Regions from separate parts of the Ovis aries genome. Here region 1 is linked to region 2. The links are chromatin contacts, called in public Hi-C maps. All regions are on one chromosome and are shown on one strand. Each heading gives the region's core, a stretch centred on a gene start, on an enhancer-like site or on the middle of the called end of the contact. The rest is flanking DNA. Distances are from core to core; before and after follow the strand shown.

Region 1 (3,920 bases), core at 988-3,487, 210 kb before region 2:
AGAGAAACTTTTTATTCTCACTCTGTAAGAGACGAAACTTCTAAAATAGTTACTTTTTGCAATCCAGCTCCTTTGATAGGAATTGTGTGCATAGGGATATTTAAATGAACTCTATATCTGTGGTGAGAATAGCTCCATTTCTCTTCGATGTTTGCAGCCATGGTGTTCTGTGTCCACAGGCTTGCAAATACTCTCCCAAAGCTCAGCCTTCAGCCTGCTTACCCACCCACTCCAAAGCTGCTTCTCTCTCTAGAACAAGTAATGCTATGTCTTTCTCGAAGCCAGGAAAGCACGGTAACATTCCTACACAAAATATCACCAGCTAGGGACCTTAGTTGAATTAAACAGGAGGCAGCAAATTTGGGAACTGGATAATGAGCACCTACAGCATGGCAGATATGGAGAAATACAACCATGAATAATTCCATCCCTTTCTTCAAGAGGCTTAGGGCTCGGGGAACCCACATGGTAAAAGACAGCCCATGGCACCCTCAGAGCTAGTGGAGGGGGCACTGACTTTTCCAGTTTTAACACCGAGTCCTAGATCTCAGGAACACTTCCCCAAACCCACGCCCCAATTCCTGTCAAGTAGGGACTGTTGTTCACCCCAGTAGGAGGCTGTGACTGTTGGAACTGACTTACTCCTCATCTCATTCCTTGCCTCCATCCTCACCTCTACAAACAGCCTTTTGAAATAAGCTCGCATTGCTCTTAAAATAATAATAGTTGGTAATGAAAACAGCAACAGTAATTTATTCTTTACCAGTAGTTCTTAAAGGGGATCAGCATATGCCCCCTCCAAATATGCCATTTTGGAATATGGATAATTTTAAGTTGAAGGCAATTGAGAAGCAAAAATTGCAGGAAGAGTTCTCTGCCCTCCCCTTATCCACCTAAAAGCAAGGCATAAATTTCTCTTTTGAAGACATACCCATTCCCACACCAGCAAGAGGAGAGCGACTCTTATCACCAAGAGTCAGCACCAAGATGAGTCTGCATAAGCAAACCTTACTAAAATTATCCTTATCTTCCACTGGTTTTCCACATATATTTCATTGTCACTTGCCCATAATTTATTGTCCCTTGGAGCCAAAGCCCTCTCTCCTTTGCTAAGGGCATATCTTTTTTGTGAATTCTGTGCATGTAAAATATTAATAAGTTTGTATGCCTTTTCTCCTGTTGATCTGTATTTGTCATTAAATCTGAAGTCCCTCAGTACTGAATCTAAGAGGGTGAAGGAAAATTTTCCTACCCCTGACATTCTCCACTTTGGCTACTGATTAGAATCCCTTGAGCAGCTTTTAAATCACGTCAGCACGCAGGACCCTCCCCAGAGTAATAGGTCAGGCTCTCCCCAGGTGCTGTACAGCTGGGGTGAGAAACACTGCCCAGGGTTCAGGATGCCAGGGGGAAGCAGTGCACAGGGGTTTATTTAAATAAAGCAAATAAGCCAAAGCCTGGTTTATTTCCTGGAGTGGTTTCAGCTTCAGACCCAGATCAGAAATCACTCATGGATGATGGGGACAGACTCCAAAGGTAATAATGCAGATCCACAGGGACTTTACAGTTTCTGTCATGGGCCACTTTGTTGGGAAGTAGATAGAATGCGGGGCTTCTCGGGTGGTGCTAGTGGTAAAGAACCTGCCTGCCAATGCAGGGGATGTAGAGACGTGGTTTGATCCCCGGATCAGGAAGATCCCCTGGAGGAGGGCATGGCAACCCTCTCCAGTATTCTTGCCTGGAGAATCCCATGGACAGAGGAGCCTGGCAGGCGACAGTCCATAGGGTCACAGAGTCAGACGTGACTGAGTGACTTAGCATGCACAGGAGAAGCACACCCACATGGTGAGGCTCACTGTGTCTTTTTGGAGGGACAGCTAAGCGCATGAGGTCCTCTCTGTTGGGCCAGGGAACCCAAGATAGTCCTCCCCCTGACCCACAGCCTCCTGCTTTGCTTCAAGAAGTTGTTCCGAGGCTGTTTTCCAGGCTGCCACTCCCTGGCGTTCTGGTTTTTCCATTTGTCACCTCTGTGAGAGAAATTAACAGTTTTGCCAGACCCCGTATAAACAGGAAGGCAAGCTGTTAACAAGAGCCTCCTGCCCCCGCTGCCAAGCCCAGCACTCACGTTTCCTTCCTCAGAGCCTGTCAATTGTGGGGAGGAGAAAGGCGAAGAATGGACCCTGTCCGGGCACTGTGTGGGTTCTCTTGTGGCCACTTGAATGCCAGTGTAGGGGCTTGCTGACAGCTGGGTCTGCAGCTGGCTGGTTTTGTCTGCTTTTTGAGGGACAGCCAGGGACAGCCACTGATTAAACTGGGAACAAAGCGAGGCTGCAGGCGTGGCTGCTCACACCAGTGCTGCTGAACAGCAGAGAACAATTAATTGCCGTGTTGTGGAATGTATGGATGGGGGCAGGGAGGCGGTGGGAAATGTAAGAATGTGCAGGAAAATGTCAAGCCGTGCTCTTGTTCATTAGAAGCCGAGAGAGGGCCAGCTCTCCACATGTTCTCAGGACCCACCACAGCGTGGGGGCCCTGGTTCCTCACCTTCCCAACTAGGGTGGTCTGACACACTGGTGTGTCCAAATGGGGATGCTCTGCCAAGCAAGATGGGGAGCTCCTTGGCCCTTGGGTTGGCAGTTTTAGCTATTGTGTCTATGGTACAAAAATGCCCGTTTCCCTGTATGCCATGACAGTAAAAAGGTCATCTCCCTGCAGGTTTGCTGTAGGGACTATGCAAGCCAGGCTCTGTGTTTGTGCCCTAGAAGCTTGCAGTCTAACTTTTATCCCAGAACCAAAGGAGGAGGACATTGGGAAGAAGCCAGAGTCCCCCATTCTGCCACCACCACTGAAGAAGATTGCTGCTGGCTCTTCAGGGAAGCTGAAATCAGGAGGCCATTGCTAACTACATTCATGCAATAAAGGAATGGAAAAGAAGAACAGTAAGAATGGCATCTAAAGGGGTCTGAAGTAGCTGGAAGATGGTTTGGGACACAGACACAGGGAATTTAGAAAGTGCTGGCTCCTCTTTGATGCATCTTTATAGATACTGAAGGTTCAGATTCCTTTGTATGACACCATTATTGTTTGCCGGACTTCCTGCCAAGACTGAGCCTCAAGGGGCGCTGGGATTTATTGAGGTTACACAGAAATATTATGTTTCCTATTCTGGGTCCACCCTCTAGAAGGCTGAGCCCAACCTAAAAGTATGTGTGCGGGTAGTTGATATGGAAGGTGACTTCAGGGAGCAGAAGCAAGGCATGGGGAAAAGGGGGAGGGAGGGGAAAGAAAGCCAATATAGACATCTTCCCTGGTGGCTCAGATGGTAAAGAATCTGCCTGCAATGCAGGAGACCTGGGTTCAATCCTGGGGTTGGGAAGATTCCCTGGAGAAGGCAATGGCTACCCACTCCAGTTATTCCATGGGCAGTAAAGCCTGGCTGGCTATACTCCATGGGGTTGCAGAGTTGGACACAACTGAGCGACTAACACTACACCACTACACATCAAGGTCATAGCTCTGTAAATGGAGCTTAATCCCACCCGGGCTCGGCTCCCAGGCTGGTCTGCCTGATGATCAGCTGGAGACATACATCAGCTTCTGTTGCCCATTGAGGGTTCTGTGGGAGGCATTAACTCTGCTGCATGTCAGGGCTGTGCATGTGTAAATTCAAGGGGGCTCCCACTAGTGTCTACAGCATCACAGACATTTTCAAGTGGAGGATGCAAGAGACACAGGTCTGCTCTTGAGACAAGCTGCTATCAGGGTGAGGCTAGCTGGCATAGGTTGAGGTTGGAATCAGAGATGAGACCAAGGATTGGGGTCAGGAAGCCAGATGGAGCTGACCTACCATCACAGAGGACGCCCCTGACGTGACCCATGAAAAGACTGAGAGACAAGGCAGGATATGTGATCTCAGGCCA
Region 2 (3,551 bases), core at 554-3,053:
TCTAAGCATTTTGTTAGAATTATTACTTTCAGTTGTATAGCAGGTACAGACCTCAAGTTTTACAAAATTCAGGTTTGTAAGAAATATAATTTCATTTTTCCATAACTCAAGCCAATTTCTAGTTCAAGCTCTGATTTCACAAGGGGTGGCAGATACTTAATCATAGTCAGTTTGGCATCTAAACTGAGGAAACTTCTATAGGATTAGCATGTCAGAGAAAGAGGATGAAACATTTGATCTTTGCTGCTCCTCTGCCAATGCTGGCTCCCCTAAGATTTCCACTCTGTATCTTTCCTCAAAGGCAGCTGGCCCTACAGATTGCTGCTGGATTGACCTTGGCCAATCAGCAAGGTTCCTTTAGGTCTGCTGCTTCTGCTGTCTCTGCACCCTTTTGGGTATCTGGGGCTCACTATGTTGGGCTTCCAGAACCTCCGTGGTACTATGCAAGATTTCACTGTCCACTATGGTAGCTACCAGTCACATGCAGCTGTTGAAATCTAAATTAATTAAAACTCAATAAAACTTTTGCTCCTTAGTTAGGCTAGCCACCTTTCTGAGCCCTAGCGGTTTTCCTCAATAGTCCTAGTGGCTAGAAGCTACTGTATTGGATACTCATGTATAGAACATTTCATTCAGCACAAAAAATGCTATTGAATTGGTCTTGGCTGGACTGGACACACGACCCAGCCTTTTCTTATCTTAGGGTCTTGCCACCTCCCTGGGCTCTAACAAATAAAATGAATGGAAATTATCTCTCTTGGCTCTCAGTTCCTATAGATAGATCCTGCCAAAGGCTTCTGACAGAATAGAGTGAGAAGAGAGCAGTGAGTTCTGCTCTCTGGGACCCACCAGCATGTAGCCTCTCATTACTTTCCAGCCAACTTCTTAATCCCATTCCAGTCCAGGAAATCCATTTCTTATTTCTAGGCAAGGAAGTTATACTATTGTATATACCAGCATGGTCCAACAGGAAAATAAGGAAAGCCACATGTATAATTAAAATTTTTCCAGTAGCCACATTAAAAGAGTAATGAATGAAATTAATTTTTAATGTCTTTTTTTATCCAATACATTAAAATATTATTTCAACAGGCAGTCAATAGAAAACTTTTAAATAAGATATATCCTCTTCATTTGTACATACTAAGTCTTTGAAATTGGTGTGTATTTTATACCCACAGCACATCTCAATTTCAACTAGCCACATTTCAAATGTTCAGTAGTCACATATAGCTATAGGTTATCATATTGAACAGTATAGGTCTCTAATTGGATATATTTCATTACCCCCAAAGGGTTTGGGTTTCAAAACTCAAAAACAAGGAGAAATTCCTTGTTTCTTTATATTCTGTTGTATCACTTTCCTGAAACAATAAGCAAAACCCAGTCTATCTGACGGTAGATATGGGGCTTCTGGCTCAGACGGTAAAGAATCTGCCTGCAATGCGGGAGATTCGGGTTTGATCCCTGGGTTGGGAAGATCCCCCTGGAGAAAGTGTTAGGTAAAAGACCAGGATACCAAAAGAGTGTCTAACAGGCTTTTTAATGGCAAAGCGCTCCCAGGCGGGGTTCCTGGACCCGAACGAGGCAGGTAGAGGAAGTCCGAGCCAAACGGGACTGTGTTGGGGGTGGTTTTTATATGTTCGTTGGGAGGGATGGTCAGGCTAGATGGACGGGGGTTCGGATAGGTCGCCAGGCCGAGGCGTCGCGGGCTGACAGATCCTTCTGCGTGGCTGGGGTGGGGCGGCTTTAGCTGGTGAAGTGTGCTGTCATTGGTCCCCGGGATCTGGGAGGCGCCTTCCATTAGGGACTTCCCCTCGCTTGCAGGAAGGAGAGGAGGGGCGGCCCATCATGGCCTCAGGGGTCCGGCCTTACAGAAAGGAATGGCTACCCACTCTAGTACTCTTGCCTGGAGAATCCACGGACAGGGCAGCCTGGCAGGCTACAGTCCATGGGATCACAACAGTTGGACACAAGTGAGCGACTAACACTAACATGATGCTGAAGGTATCTTTGGGTGGGGTATGGGAGGAGAAAGGCCACAGGATAAAAAGAATACTTGGAAAAACAACTACTACAAAAACTTCAGTTAATATTTCAAAAGTATTAGCCTGCCACAGTGAGCTTTTTAAGGATATAAATATTGCTGTAGGATTGTCAGAAGTTTGTTTGTTATGGGCATAAAAGAAATAGTAATTGTATTAGCAGTTAAAAATGGCAGTAATATTGTTGTGTATTGTATAGCTGCTATGGTAACTGGAAAACACAATGCAAAAATCTGCAGTGCAGTGCTATTGTTGCAGGTAAATCTTATTACTATGACTAAGGCACAGATAAGTTCTATTAGTAGTTAAATCCTGCAATAATACCTCTGACAATTTTTTACTGCAAAAACTGTAAAACCCAAGGATAAGAATTTTATTACCAGAGATGATAATAATTCAAGCCTATGGTTGCACTTCATAGACTAGAATCTCCATTTAGGTGGTTAACTGGCAAAGCTGCTTCAATGAAAAAAATTTCTATCATTTCAAAACTGTCATGGCACAGAGGATTTGAAATTTTGGGGTGGTATTTTCCTTTTTTTATATTCTATTTTCACTGCAAGCTTGGTGATATTTAAAGGCAATATAGAAATTATTTTAAATGTTGAATCTTTTAAGTAAAACAGCTATAACATTTTGCAGTCAACACCTGGGTCAAATGGACAAGACAATTAAAGTTACTTATATCCACAGGTGTATTACATGCAGATTAAGCCTGGGATGGAAGGAGATGATAAATCAAGACCTGAGTTAATAGGGGTTTAGAAAAAGGCAGAAACACAGTTTGGGAGGGGGGAGGGTCAGTAGGATGTACTTATTGGTACATACTGGTAGGTAGGAGAAATGAGAACCTTAAGAAAAGGGTAATTTCTAGAATGACAAAAGATCTCAGATGATATATCGCATGGAAAGTGGTCATGGGGGTTGGGGCTAAGTGAATTCTTAGTAATTATTGAAAAATTCTGAGTATACATAGGTTATTGGTGTTCCACTCTAGGTAATCACTGAGTTTAATGGAAGACAAATAATGTTGAAAGTAGTTTATTTTGAGATTTGCTATTCCTTGAGGTAGCGATGTTTGGTAACAACTAAGTAGTGCCCAAGTTATTCTTGAAGGTCAAGTTTTGATGTTTATTATGTATTATGTTAGACTCTGTTTGCTAACACACACAATGATGTACATTATTAATTGCTATTTATTGACTGTTTACTGTATGTCAGGCACTTTACATACTTATCTTCCATCTTCCATTACATACTTATCTCAACATCCCAGAAAGGAAGCGTGATGATTTGTTTGACAGAATAAGAAACTGGGACTCAGAGAGGTGAAGTGATTTGTGTTAATTTCCTGCATGTATATTGAACATCTGTTTCTGAAAATTCTTTGAGAGCAGGGACTATACCTTTTATGTGCCATTAATAACATTTCATGTGATCAATACTCAGTTGCTATTCCCTATCAGCTAAGTGGATAGAAAGATCTTAAAATATTCTATATTTAAG

The links. Hi-C and Micro-C count contacts between places; a contact is called where the count stands out from the background.
Region 1: a Hi-C map of hypothalamus shows a contact between it and region 2, with 2.0 times the contacts expected there. The contact joins the enhancer-like site here to the promoter of EHBP1 in region 2. A contact is called at or near these places in 2 of 16 Hi-C or Micro-C datasets (hypothalamus and mixed tissues).

What each region holds. Positions count from the first base shown.
Region 1 is chr3:45,774,983-45,778,902 of ARS-UI_Ramb_v3.0, reverse strand. No RefSeq gene overlaps it. Among named protein-coding and RNA genes, the nearest start is that of TMEM17, 44 kb to the right of the region's middle. Within about 2 kb of position 2,237, at least 10 of the 54 cell types and tissues checked have an H3K27ac peak or open chromatin away from gene starts, as enhancers often do. A contact at or near this core is called in hypothalamus, where this site is marked.
Region 2 is chr3:45,562,978-45,566,528 of ARS-UI_Ramb_v3.0, reverse strand. EHBP1 (EH domain binding protein 1) reads left to right here and starts at 1,803. Exons shown (of 23, transcript XM_060412059.1): 1 at 1,803-2,007.